3 separate regions of the Macaca mulatta genome follow, and regions 1 and 2 are each linked to region 3. The links are chromatin contacts, called in public Hi-C maps. All regions are on one chromosome and are shown on one strand. The core of a region is the stretch at or near the end of the contact, and the rest is flanking DNA. Distances in the headings are between cores, read along the strand shown. Region 1 holds the start of DHX9 (DExH-box helicase 9). Region 2 holds the start of NPL (N-acetylneuraminate pyruvate lyase). Region 3 holds the start of RGS16 (regulator of G protein signaling 16).

Region 1 (3,897 bases), core at 684-3,183, 230 kb before region 3:
TTCTTTTTTTGAGACAGAGTCTCATTCAGTCGCAGACTGTAGTGGCGAGATCTCGGCTCACTGCAACCTCCGCCTCCAGGGTTCAAGCGATTCTCCTGCCTCAGCCTCCCCAGTAGCCGGGACTACAGGCGCCCGCCACCACGACCAGCTAATTTTTTATATTTTTAGTATACACGAGGTTTCACCGTGTTAGCCGGGGTTGTCTGGATCTCCTAACCTCTTGATCCGCCCGCCTCAGCCTCCCAAAGTGCTGGGATTACAGGCGTTAGCCACAGCTCCCGGCCCGTCGTTTCTCTTTAAAGTCCAAAATCAAATGCATCCAACTGTGGCACTAACTCACCCATCTGCATGCTATCTTGGCATCTCAGTCAAAACAGAATTTTAAATTTCCCCTCAAATCTGTTCCAACACCCTACCCTACATTTCGGTTTCCATAAACGGCACAACATCCACCAAGTTACTCCTGGCACAAGTTGAGAGTCGTCCACTCCCTGAAGATTCTCCATAGTTATCCTTTGTAGAACCCTTACTGTGTGTCAAACAATATCCATAATAGATCATCTAAATGGAACTATTTTACTTAATCCTTAGTAATCTTGTATAGGTAAGACCACTATCCCTTTAGAGAAGGAAACTGAGACAAAGAATATCTTGCCTCAGAAAGACAGAGCTACTAATTAGAAGAACAATAATTCGGGCAGGCGCTGTGGCTCACGCCTGGAATCCTAACACTTTGGGAGGCCAAGGCAGTCGGATCACGAGGTCAAGATACCGAGATCATCCTGGCCAACATGATGAAACCCCGTTTCTACTAAAAATACAAAAATTAGCTGGGCGTGGTGGCGCGCGCCTGTAGTCCCAGCTACTGAGGGAGGCTGAGGCAGGAGAATCACTTGAACCCGGGAGACGGAGGTTGCAGTGGGCCGCGATCGCGCCACTGCACTCCAGCCTGGCGACAGAGAGAGACTCCGTCCAAAAAAAAAAAAAAAAAAAAAATCAAGAATTTCAGAAAACGTAGCCTGACTCCAGATCTACTACCTTCCACCACTGCGCATTTCTCCTTCAAAATACGTCCCCTATCCATTCGTTTCTCCCCATCTCTCCTGCCACCACTACTGCACACCCGGCTAAATACTGTCCTATACGGTTTCTGTTTCCATTCTTGCCACCCTAAAACCCATTCTCCTTTGAAGGCCTTCTCGCCACACTCCAGTCACATGGCCTGCTTTCAGCTCCCGCGCAGTCTCTGCCGTTAGGCGCTAACTAATCCCTTCCGCTTCTGCAGGCTCTGCTTTTCCTTCGCGTCGGCCGAGGTGATCAGCTCAAAGCCTCCCTCCTTCGAGACGCCTCACCTCGCTATACTAGCCAAAGGCGCTCTCCCTTTACATTCTTTAATTTCTTTTTGCTCTAGCCACAAGGCCTGCACGACGGCGCCAGTTATTTGTGGCTTGAATGAATGACTGAAAGGCCCTAGGTGAGTGGCGCCCCGGCGGCAACCACCACAGGCGATGCACCCTCTTCCCTCAGCCGCCGCGGTGCTCCGGCGTACGCAGGCCAGAGGAGGAAGCGGGCCTTGGCTGCTAGAGGCAGCAGCGGGAACCGCTGGGCGAAGGGGAGGGGGCCACAGGCGGCCTGGGCAGCGCAAGCGCACCTCGGCGAGGCGCGCACGCAACCCGCAATCCGGGGACCCGCGGGCGGCTCGTCCCTTCCCCCACCCCCAGCCGCCGCCGCCGCCCGCGCTTCGCAACAAAGCCGGCTGCGGAGCCACGGTCCACGCAGCCCGCCCGCGACCCCGCCGCCCCGCATGATGGTCGTAACGTCTCTCCCTTACCAGCCTTCGCTTCCTGGTGCCCAGCTCTTAGGACCGTGTGTGACTCTGGCCTTCCACGGAGACAACAGAGAAACGCACTGCAACTCGCATGGAGGAATCGGCGAAATGGCTCCGACCGCGGCGCGAGGGGGCGGGACTAGCGAGCGTACGCATGCGCAGAACGCGCGCCGGGGGCGGGGGATGGTGAGGGCGCGCCAATAGAGGGGGCGGGGCTCAGCCACCTCGCGGCGCGGAAGGGTTTCGTTGCTAGGGAGATGCGCTGCGCCAGGCAGGCAGCGGGCCAGGCCTGCTACTCTGGATAATCCGCTACCCGCGATAATCCGCTACCCGCTTTTGCGCATGTTAGGGATTTGACGACCTGTAGCATTCTGATGCAGCAAAATGTTTCGTAGGGTCTGTCATAGGGATGTCTGGTGAGAGGAGGTTCCCTTCGAAGGCAGAACTGGAAACCTTGCTGCTAACTGGGTAGGGTTGTTGAGATAATTACATGAAATGGCATATGAAGGGGGACTTAGTTCAATACCTGGCACGTGGTAGGTGTTCAGTAGGCGTAGTTACTGTATTGATTCAGATAGTCTCAACGCCAATGTCTCTTGAAAGAAATAAACTGGCCGGGCGCGGTGCCTGCAATCCCAGCACTTTGGGAGGCCGAGGTGGGCGAATCACTTGAGATCAGGAGTTCGAGACCAGCCTGGCCAACGTGGTGAAACCCCGTCTCTACTAAAAAAATACAAAAATTAGCCGGGCATGGGGGCGGGCACCTGCAATCCCAGCTACTTGGGTGGCTGGGCGGGCTCCTGCAATCCCAGCTACTCAGGAGGCTGAAGCAGGAGAATCGCTTGAACCCTGGGGTGGGGGCTGGGGGGGCGGCGGAGGTTGCAGTGGACCGAGATCACACCATTGCCTGGGCGAGAGAGTGAGGCTCCGTCTCAAAAACAAAAAACCATGAAAGAAATAAGCTTAGTGAAAGCGGGCGTTCTGCCTGGCTAACGCAGGTCGCTCTCTGCTGTGCCTGGAACATTGTAAGTGCTCAGCAAACTAGTTTAAGGTAGGAATAAAATCTGCAAGGTTGCTTTTGTTTAAATTGGATAAACTTTTGTGTTCCAAGTCTTTGGAATAATTGTATCCTTAATTATTATACTAGTCATTGTTAAATTTTGAACTCCAGTGCTTCCTATGAAGGTAATGATACACAACATTTCCAGCTGGGATTGTTCCAGGGAATCCAGATGAATCAATTATCTGGGCTCATTATATCTATGGATATAATTCACCCGTTTCCATATGTTTTTCTTAATCCTTCTAGCTCACAGTGATCACTCCCTTTAAAACTGTCATTCTTAAAATCAGCACAACATAGTTTAGCATTTACTCATTTTCTTCATGTGATTGTTCTCTTTAATTAAGAATAAAATCACTGAAGGAAAGACCTTAATTTTTTTTTTTGTACCCTTCAGGGTGTTGAAAGCAGCAGGGGCCTAGAAGACATTAAACCGATACCACAGAAATACAAAGGATCATTAGAGATTGTTATGAACAACTATATGCCAACAAATTGGAAACCAAATGGAAATGGGTAAATTCCTGAACAGATACAACTTATCAAAATTGAACCAAGAAGAAATAGAAAACCTGAAAAGACCAACTATGAGTAATGAGATTGAATCAGTAATATAAAGTCTCCCATCAAATAAAAGCCCAGGCCCTGATTGCTTCACTGCTGAATTCTACCAAACAGTTAAAGAAGAACTAATACCAATTCTTCTCAAACTCATCCTGTGAGGCTAGCATTACCCTGATACCAAAACTAAATATGGACACAAGAAAAAAAAAATCTATAGGCCAGTATCCCTGATGAAGATAGATGCAAGAACCCTCAACAAGGACAGGTGCGGTGGTTCACGCCTGTAATCCCAGCACTTTGGGAGGGCAAGGCATGTGGATCACCTGAGGTCAGGAATTCGAGACCAGCCTGGCCAACATGGCGAAACCCCGTCTCTACTAAAAATACAAAAATTAGCCGGGCAAGGTGGTGGGTGCCTGTAATCCCAGCTACTCGGGAGGCT
Region 2 (4,353 bases), core at 1,589-4,088, 180 kb before region 3:
CTGCATCCTGGCTCTACCACTTACCAGGTAGGTGACCTTGAGCCCATTAAGTAACCTCTTTCTGCTTCAGTTTCCCCTTCTGTAAATGAGGATAATACTAATTATATTTCATACGGTTGAGAGAATTAAATGAATTCATGTAAAGTAATTAACAATGCTAGACACATAGTGAGTACATGTTCAGTGCCCTCCATGAAGTCTTGCCTGATGTGTATAGGACAGTAGGAAATACTATCATGCCCTTACCAGCATCATCTTCCCAGTTATCTTTGCTCTGCTGGTGCCTCCTTTCCAACCCTCACTACTCTTGTCTATTTAGGGACTAAGTCATTTCAATTCTGTTATCTTCTTCCTCTGCTATTCCTCCTTTCCTCCTTATGACTTTATAATTTGCCTCTTTGTTACCTCTTATCTAGACAAATAGGCAAAACCCCAGGTCCACGGGGCCCAAGAAGGTTCAAGTGATAAGAGTCCTGAGAGCTTGAGTCAGCATTAAACATCTCCTAAATCCAACACTACTAGGCTGTTCGGGCTAAATAAAACTCCATAGTCTTGTGCTTTTGCCTGCATTTATTTCACACTAAGGACAGTAACACTGATGTTCTTAGATTCATGAGAAGCTCAAATTGGCAGTTTTATGTGTGTCTTTGATGGAAAGAAATAAAACTAATTACCACAAATGTAGTTTGATTAGTTCAAAAATTCAAAACACAGGGTCCGTGGGAGTGTAGGATAGGGGTTAGGAATCACTGTCCTAATCCCTCGTCTCTTCAATCCACACCAGCTGTCAGGTTAATCTTCCACTAAAACCAGCATTCCTGGTCTTGTCTTTGTCCTGTTTAGAAAATGCTAGTAGGCTAAAGACCCAGCTCCCTGGGGTCTGGGTCTCTGTTCAAATCTTCATGCCTGCACTGCACTTGCCCAGCGTTCTGTTTGCTGTTCCTCCTACCTACCTTTCACTGTCTGTCTGCTTGCCTTTGTTCCTCACTTCAATCTTTTCAGTCTGACCAGCTTTTAAAGCCCACTTTATCCATTCCAGCAGCTATAGCTTAAAAACAAAAACAAACAAACAAAACCAAACCAAAACAAAAAACCTCATTTTAAAAGCCAGGGGACTCCCTGGTACCCGAGCTGAAAATAATTTCTTAAACCTCAGAATTCCCCCAAACGCTGGCTTTTCATTAAAAACCTTACATCAGAGTTATTAAGCAGGGTGGTTTCGGCTCCTCTCCTAGACTGTCTGCCATCTGGGGGCAATGACAGCTTCGAAAATTTCTTTGCACAGAGCAAATACACTAAACAAGTAAAAGTTTGCTGCCTTTGCAAACTGTGAAATGCCTACAAGAAGAAATGGGACAAAAACGACTTTGGCCGGTGTGAGGGCTCACTCCTGTAATCCCAGCAATTTGGGAGGCCGGGGCAGGCAGACCACCTGAGGTCAGGAGTTCCAGACCAGCCTGGCCAACATGGCCAAACCCCGTCTCCACTAAAAATACAAAATTAGCTGGGCGTGGTGGTGCGCGCCTGTAGTCCCAGTTACTCAGGAGGCTGAGGCAGGAAAATCGCATGAACCCGGGAGGTGGCGGTTGCAGTGAGCCGAGATCGTGCCACTGCACTCCAGCCTGGGCGACAAGAGTGAGACTCTGTCTTTAAACAACAAAAGCAAAAACAACAAAAAAAAGTCTTTACCAGAGAATGGTATTTTTAAGATTCAAGTTTTTAATAAACTTGGGAATGTTATACTTTGAAGCGTAACACAGAATTACCAATATTTTTAAGATTCAAGTTTTAGATAAACTTGGGAATGTTATGCTTTGAAGTTTTCAGAGCTAGTAGCTAAAGAGAATGGTTCAAATGTTCTCCAGCCTAAGGCTTAACGTGAATTTAGAATATTATTATTGAAACATTGGGAGGGGGTATTACTCTTGAAATCTTATACCTCCATCCACAGATAAGAACACTTAGTGCAAAGAATTAAAGCTGCCTAAGTCAAATTATTTTTCAAATGGCAAAGTTGTTTTTTCAAGAGACAGAAAGTGGGGGTAGAATATACCTCCCGGCAGAGAATATCTTAAGCGACAGGTACTCAGAGAAGAGGAAATACAAATAGGGATTTTTTTTAAAAGCAGAAAACCATTAATTTCTCCTAAAGTGAAGGGGGGATGTATCAGATTTAACTTTAAGCTCCCTTCCGCTCAATTGCTAACTCTATTTTTGAGGAAAGGACCTTCGGATACCCGGCAGATATGCTGTCTGCAAACAATCCGGGGAGGTGGGTCCTTCTGCCCTGGTCTATCCCGACACTTCTCGCATTCACACCTTTCCCAGCTCTGTTTCCTAGCGTATCTGCCTTCCCCCTTTCCTCCGAGTCCGCCACCGTCTCACCCACCCGCGAGTCAGGCCCCGGCGCCCCTCCACCGAAACGCCCAGGTTGTCTGGCCGTCTGCGTCCGTCGGTCCTCGCCCGCGCAGTCGCGGGCCGCGCCCCCCCCACCAGGCCTCCGCTCCGTCCGTGCCGCCGCTCCGCCACGCAGGGGCCGCCGCGCTTTATATCCGCTGCCTCCCGTCCCGGGCCCACGTGCCGCCACGCCAGGGAGCCTGGGGGTTGTAGTTCTGCGCCGCCGCCCGCGAGGCGCGCCCGGAACCGCCGGCCCCGAAGCCCCGAAACCCCGAAACGTTTTGCACACCCGGAGTCTGCTCTTACCCGGTGTCACCTGAACAACGTAGGCTGAAGTGACTCCGGCGCAGCTCCCCGGCTCTCCGAGGATCGCGAGCATCCGAACTGGCAGCCGGGTGCCCGAGAGCACGCCGCTTACCCGCGCCACGCTGAGTGCAAACCTCTCCCTGCCTCGTCTGCAGGCCAGTCCTTCCCGCGTGCGGACACCTCCTGGGCTCCGCTGCGTCTTAATTTTCCTTCTTTTGCGCAGGGCTCTGCAATCCCCGCTATCTCGTGGTTCTGCGTTGTGAGGTTTGGGCCGCTGTTTCCGAGGCGTGCGGAGACACCCCAACTGCCCATCGGCGTTCAGCTCTCTTCCGGCTGACGCCGCTGCACCAGCCCTGCAGACTCTCGTGTTAAGGATTGATGAGCGAATTTTAAAGTGAATTATCTACTCATACAGGAGCTTTTCTGGCTTCCTTTGGAGAATATTTGAAAGAGTTTTGAAAGGGAAAAGTATTTTTAACCCAACCGCCTCTACTTTCAGGAATATCAGGAGTCTGTTATTCTAGGATCATGTACTGTGTTAATAAATCAGGAACAGAGCCAGAGACAAGTCCTCAGTCTTCTCTTGCTGATGTGATTCCACCTCAATTTTCCGTAAAAGGAGATGGCTGATGCTTATTATTACATTTAGAGAAACTAAATTGTTAAAAGGGCTTTCCAGTTTGCAAAATGCTTTTAAATGTATTCTAATAGTTCTTGCATGGCACAGAGCACCAGAGATAATAGCTAATAAGTACTGTGTTCAGTGCTTACTCAGCCTGCACCATTCTAGCCGTTTTAAAATTTAATTCCTAAAATAACCCCATTGGTGGGTCCTGTTTTATAAATGTATATGTTACAGATGAGCAAGGATCATTCCATGTTACAGATCAGAAACAGGTTTAAAGAGTTGAAGTAATTTGCCAAAGGCCATAGAGCTGATTAAGCTGTGGTTTGATTTCAAGTAGTCCAGAAGCTTGTGCTTTTAACACTATGTTATCCTGCAGGAAAAAAATAAATAAATACAAAAAGGAAAGAAAAAGAAAAACCCTTAGATACATGAAGCAAGTTCTCCTAAGGCTACAGCATGGTTTTTGGTTTTGGTTTTTTTTTTTTTGTAATGTTAACAAGTCTTATACCATATCCTAATGATACAATGAAAGTTTTTTTTGTTTGTTTTTGGAAAGTCACACTTTAATAAGTGCAAAATTAAGTGTGTCAGTACCCAAAAGGTATAGGTCATTAGGCTTAACATTGTCAACCAACAAACCAATATTCTAAATGCATGAACAAACTGCTTTTTTGTATAAATATGGTAGTGCAAGGTAATTCCTTATAATAATTTGTTAGTGTTTGCCAAGAAGCAGATGCTAAGATGGGATTAGATGTGTGAGAGACTTACTGGGGGAGGGAGTTGGAGCAGACAGGAACATCCTGCAGACTGATGTAGGGCTGACATCCGTGAACGAAAGATGGAAGAAAGGAGCATGGAGTAGGGAGAATCTCACTGCATTCTTAGAGTATCCACTCTGTGCCCTTATGAAACTCAGAGCCTATACTGTGAAGTGTCGGGGAGATATCGTTCTCTTAAAATATGGTAAATGCAGTGATAGACCCGTACAGAGATATTACAGGAACTCTGAGCTCTAATCT
Region 3 (4,286 bases), core at 85-2,584:
CACTCCCAATACCTTTGTGGGAAGGTGAGGAGAGAGGCAGGGTATTTATTACCTTTATCTCAGAGATAGACACTAAGGTAGCAACTACCTAAACCCAGGATCGTCCACAGGTATAGCTGTGACTGGATTACTAACCTTTGCGGGTGTGTGTGGGGCAGGGGAGAGGGGGGAGCGGGGGAGAGGGGGGAGCGGGGGAGAGGGGGGAGCGGGGAGGGTGCAATGGAAAAAGAATGGTAAATTCACATTTGAATTTTGGAGCCAACACCTACTAGCTGCACATCTTTGAGCAAGTTATTTAATATGAGTCTTAGTTATGTGACTGGCACATAGTAGGTGTTCAATAAAATACTCATCCCTATCCCATTTGTCTGTCATCTCCAACTGTGATCTTGAGCAAGTTTATTTAGCTTTCTGATTCTCGGTTTCTTCAACTATAAAATGGAGATGATGATGAAGAAGAAGATCTTACTTAGCCCCATGTCCATCGGGGTAGGAGCCTCGTAAAGGGTACTTATCAGTATAATTAGAAACTGTTGGCCGGGCGCGGTGGCTCAAGCCTGTAATCCCAGCACTTTGGGAGGCCGAGACGGGCGGATCACGAGGTCAGGAGATCGAGACCATCCTGGCTAACACGGTGAAACCCCATCTCTACTAAAAAATATAAAAAACTAGCCGGGCGAGGTGGCGGGCGCCTGTAGTCCCAGCTACTCGGGAGACTGAGGCAGGAGAATGGCGTGAACCCGGGAGGCGGAGCTTACAGTGAGCTGAGATCCGGCCACTGCACTCCAGCCTGGGCGACAGAGCGAGACTCCGTCTCAAAAAAAAAAAAAAAAAAAAAAAAAAGAAACTGTTTTGCCAGGTTTGCACCCTGTGCGCCTGTCCTTCAGGACCCAGCAGGCTCAGACTTACCTGCGATCAAAGCCCTGTGTGCCTCTCAGACCCACCAGCCCCGTGGAATCTCTTGCAACACGACACCGCTGCGTGAGTTTTCTGTTGTTACTAGAGGTCAGCAGGTATTTTTCCCTAGGAAACTGGGTGTGCACGTCTCATCCCCGTGCCAATTCTCTTGCCGCTTCTCCTTCCACACGCGGCGTCCTCCGGAGGGAGGGTGCAGCTCCGCGTGCTCCAGCTGCGGCGAAAGTTGCGCCCGGCCCAGTCTGGCTGTGGGCCCCGCCTCCGCCTTCTCAGTGTCCAGCCCCGCCCTCCGATTGGTCAGCAGTGCCCAGCCCCGTTCCTCCGAGGGGATTAAAGCAGCGGCCGCGAAGTCTGGGTGCTTGCAGGCTGCTAAAGCCAACCCCAGTTGATTAGCACCTGCTACCGCGCTTTGCTTCCTAGCGCTCGCGGAGCCTCCTGGAGCCTGCCACCATCCTGCCGGCTACGTGCTGCCCCGCGCCCGCAGCCATGTGCCGTACCCTGGCCGCCTTCCCCACCACCTGCCTGGAGAGGTAAGGGGAGCTTGTCCAACTGCTTGCGGGAAGTCCCACCAACTCTTAGGGAGTGGAGCGGCAGGCCTGGGGACCTGGGTGGGCGCGGGGATGGGGCGCTGGAGGCTTAAGTAGAGAGGTAGAGGCGAACCTGATGCCACGTGCTTAGATTCCAGGAGCAGGGAGAAAGCAAGGGGAAGGGAAGCAAGGGCCCGCTGCTTGCTGCCATCCCCATCCTCTGACAAACTGCAGTCGTGCTCAGGTGACCTGCTGAAGACCTGGCTGCAGGAAGGCCACGTTGACATTTCCAGGCAGAACTGAGCCTGCCTATTGCTTAAGCACTTGTTTTTCATTCCTCAGACCAGAGCTAGGGGCATTGCCTCCTCTGCCCCTGGAAGGCAGGGAGATTTTTTTTTTTTTTTTTTTTTTTTTGTGGGGTGTGGTGGGGCAGGGGGATCCCACTGTTGAGGGTGTGTCCATATTCCAGAGAGCAACTCAACAGCTTCCAGTCGTTACTGGCTGGGAAGGAAAACGTAAAGATGAAGGCAGGAATCAGTTTCCCACAGTTCAGAAATACTCCTGAAAAGAATGCTGAGTTCTTTTCTGAATCAACAGGCACGAAGAGAGATCAGTGTGACTTTAGGGAAAAGCCCATATATGAGCGTGTGTATTACCCAGAAAGTGTAAGGTCTACCACGGCATAGCTCAAACATTGCTTTTGTTGCTTTGGGGTTGATGATACTGATAAGCACAATTTGGGTCCTGGGAACAGCCAAGAGTTTCCAGGAACTCTTGAGGCTAAACTTTGGGTGGCACCACCCAGAGCTCTTCTGGGACACATAAACCTCTCCACACTGGCTGAGCAAATGAGAATCCTTTCATGTTCCTGATTTGTTTTTCAGAGCCAAAGAGTTCAAGACACGTCTGGGGATCTTTCTTCACAAATCAGAGCTGGGCTGTGATACTGGGAGTAGTGGCAAGTTCGAGTGGGGCAGTAAACACGGCAAAGAGAAGTAAGTGTTGCTGACCAGCTCAGGGCTCCGAGAGGGAAGGGAGCGGGAAGGAGGGAAATATAAGGAGAAGCCAGGACACACTAAGTGGATCTTGGCAACGCCTCCCTAGAGATTTTAGTGAGACTTGTTGCTGGTCTGTTATGACTACTTGGCTCATGGGTGAGTGGGTAGGTGGCTCCAGGGCTCCAAGTCTATCCACGGATGAGGGCACACAGGGCATGAATGCCTAGTTAACCAGACTCTCCCACCTGGGGTTTCATTGCACATGCATCCAGGGCTAGGACAGAGTCCAAGGCCACTTGAGGTTTTTATTAATGACTCTAGCATGCACCTTGCCTAGAAACCCTTTCATATTGGCTATCAACTGTACCAAACTCTGGAGTTATGTGTAGATGTAATCTCTATTTATGAGGCCCTTATGTCCTTGGGAAGGTGTACAAAACAAATCTTTGAGAGTCAGGGGAATTGAAATAATTTTTGGACAGAGAAGAGACAGGCTTAGAGATATTAACTGAAGACTAAAGGAGTCCCTGGCTTTGATTTCTGGTTGCCGAATTGTCCTCTAGAAAACATTACTGCTTACCCTAAGTCCAACTAGGAGTTTGAGGTGTCAGCTTCAACAATCACCAAGGCAAGCCTTTCTGTGAATTTTACGCAATTTTCCATCAGAGTTCTGGCTAGAATTTGTACTATGCTTTGGTTTGTTGATTTTTTTTTCTTACTCTTTTTTTTTCTTTTTGTCTTTTAGTAGAAACTTCTCAGAAGATGTGCTGGGGTGGAGAGAGTCGTTCGACCTGCTGCTGAGCAGTAAAAGTGAGTAGGAGCCTTTTGTGTCTGTCTCTGGGTGGCACGTGTATACTCATGTGCTTTGGAACCAGCTCCAGGACTGCTGAGAGCCTGGGCAGAATAATAGTAGTAGTAATAATAATAATAATGATCCCCTAGTGTGCCAGCCTCTATTCAACACACAAAGGCAGGTCCTTGTTCAAGAAAATTATGTTCTAAAAATAGAGCCATTACGTGCAATTGCTTTCCTTTCTTCTTGTATTCCCTGCTGTCCCTCTGGCTGACCTGTTTCCGCCTCTTTCCTGTAACCCCAGATGGAGTGGCTGCTTTCCACGCTTTCCTCAAGACGGAGTTCAGTGAGGAGAACCTGGAGTTCTGGCTGGCCTGTGAGGAGTTCAAGAAGATCCAATCAGCTACCAAGCGGGCCTCCAGGGCACACCGGATCTTTGAGGAGTTCATCTGCAGCGAGGCCCCTAAAGAGGTTAGAGCCCCCATATGCCCAGTGAATCCTCACGACCCTGCCTGCTCCTTCCCCTCTGAGAGTGAGGGCTAGTGGGGAGGAAAGGCTAGGTGTAGAAGTAGAAGGGCCTTACTTGGCACAGGGGTGAATGGGCTTCTGTGACCAGACACTAGAAAAGCCGGGCTCAGTGCCACTCCTGGGTGCTTAACCCTATGACTCATGATGGGGCAGGATGGATTGGCAGGTTTTTCGGCTTCTATCCATACCCATCTTTATAAATCCATCCCTTTTTAGAGGCTCAAAACACTTACCAACTGGGGAGACAAGGTCAGCACAGGGACCTTATATAACCTGGCTCAGTCCCCAGGCTGACCTGCCTGAGGCCTGCAGGTCTGTAGTCTGTGATTTTTTTGTCTACCTTCCCTCCCGGCCACTATGCATGGCAGCTGCAGTTGCTAAAGAATACAGCGCCACCTGGTGGAGAGATAAGAGTAATGCCTTACTTTTGTACCTTATTTTTGTTTTCTGACCGCTGATTGATTCCCCATAATTCTGTAAAGGTGTATTGAGCCCCAATTATATTCAAGACACTGTTACAGTCAC

Evidence for each region. A called contact is a pair of places that touch in the nucleus more often than the background predicts.
Region 1: a contact with region 3 is called in a Hi-C map of fetal cortex germinal zone, with 2.7 times the contacts expected there. The contact joins the promoter of DHX9 here to the promoter of RGS16 in region 3. A contact is called at or near these places in 2 of 14 Hi-C or Micro-C datasets (CD4 T cells and fetal cortex germinal zone).
Region 2: a Hi-C map of fetal cortical plate shows a contact between it and region 3, with 6 times the contacts expected there. The contact joins the promoter of NPL here to the promoter of RGS16 in region 3. A contact is called at or near these places in 11 of 14 Hi-C or Micro-C datasets (CD4 T cells, blood, cortical neurons and 6 more).

What each region holds. Positions count from the first base shown.
Region 1 is chr1:40,299,703-40,303,599 of T2T-MMU8v2.0, reverse strand. It overlaps DHX9 (DExH-box helicase 9), which reads right to left and starts at 1,933. Exons shown (of 28, transcript NM_001266188.1): 1 at 1,832-1,933.
Region 2 is chr1:40,252,397-40,256,749 of T2T-MMU8v2.0, reverse strand. NPL (N-acetylneuraminate pyruvate lyase) reads right to left here and starts at 2,838. Exons shown (of 12, transcript XM_078001179.1): 1 at 2,704-2,838. It overlaps LOC106994595 (a long non-coding RNA gene), which reads left to right and starts at 2,607. Exons shown (of 4, transcript XR_001441204.3): 1 at 2,607-2,858.
Region 3 is chr1:40,066,277-40,070,562 of T2T-MMU8v2.0, reverse strand. RGS16 (regulator of G protein signaling 16) reads left to right here and starts at 1,334. Exons shown (of 5, transcript XM_001114540.5): 1 at 1,334-1,445; 2 at 2,327-2,437; 3 at 3,186-3,250; 4 at 3,538-3,704. The coding sequence starts at 1,402. LOC144340694 (a long non-coding RNA gene) reads right to left here and starts at 1,198. Exons shown (of 3, transcript XR_013416942.1): 1 at 910-1,198.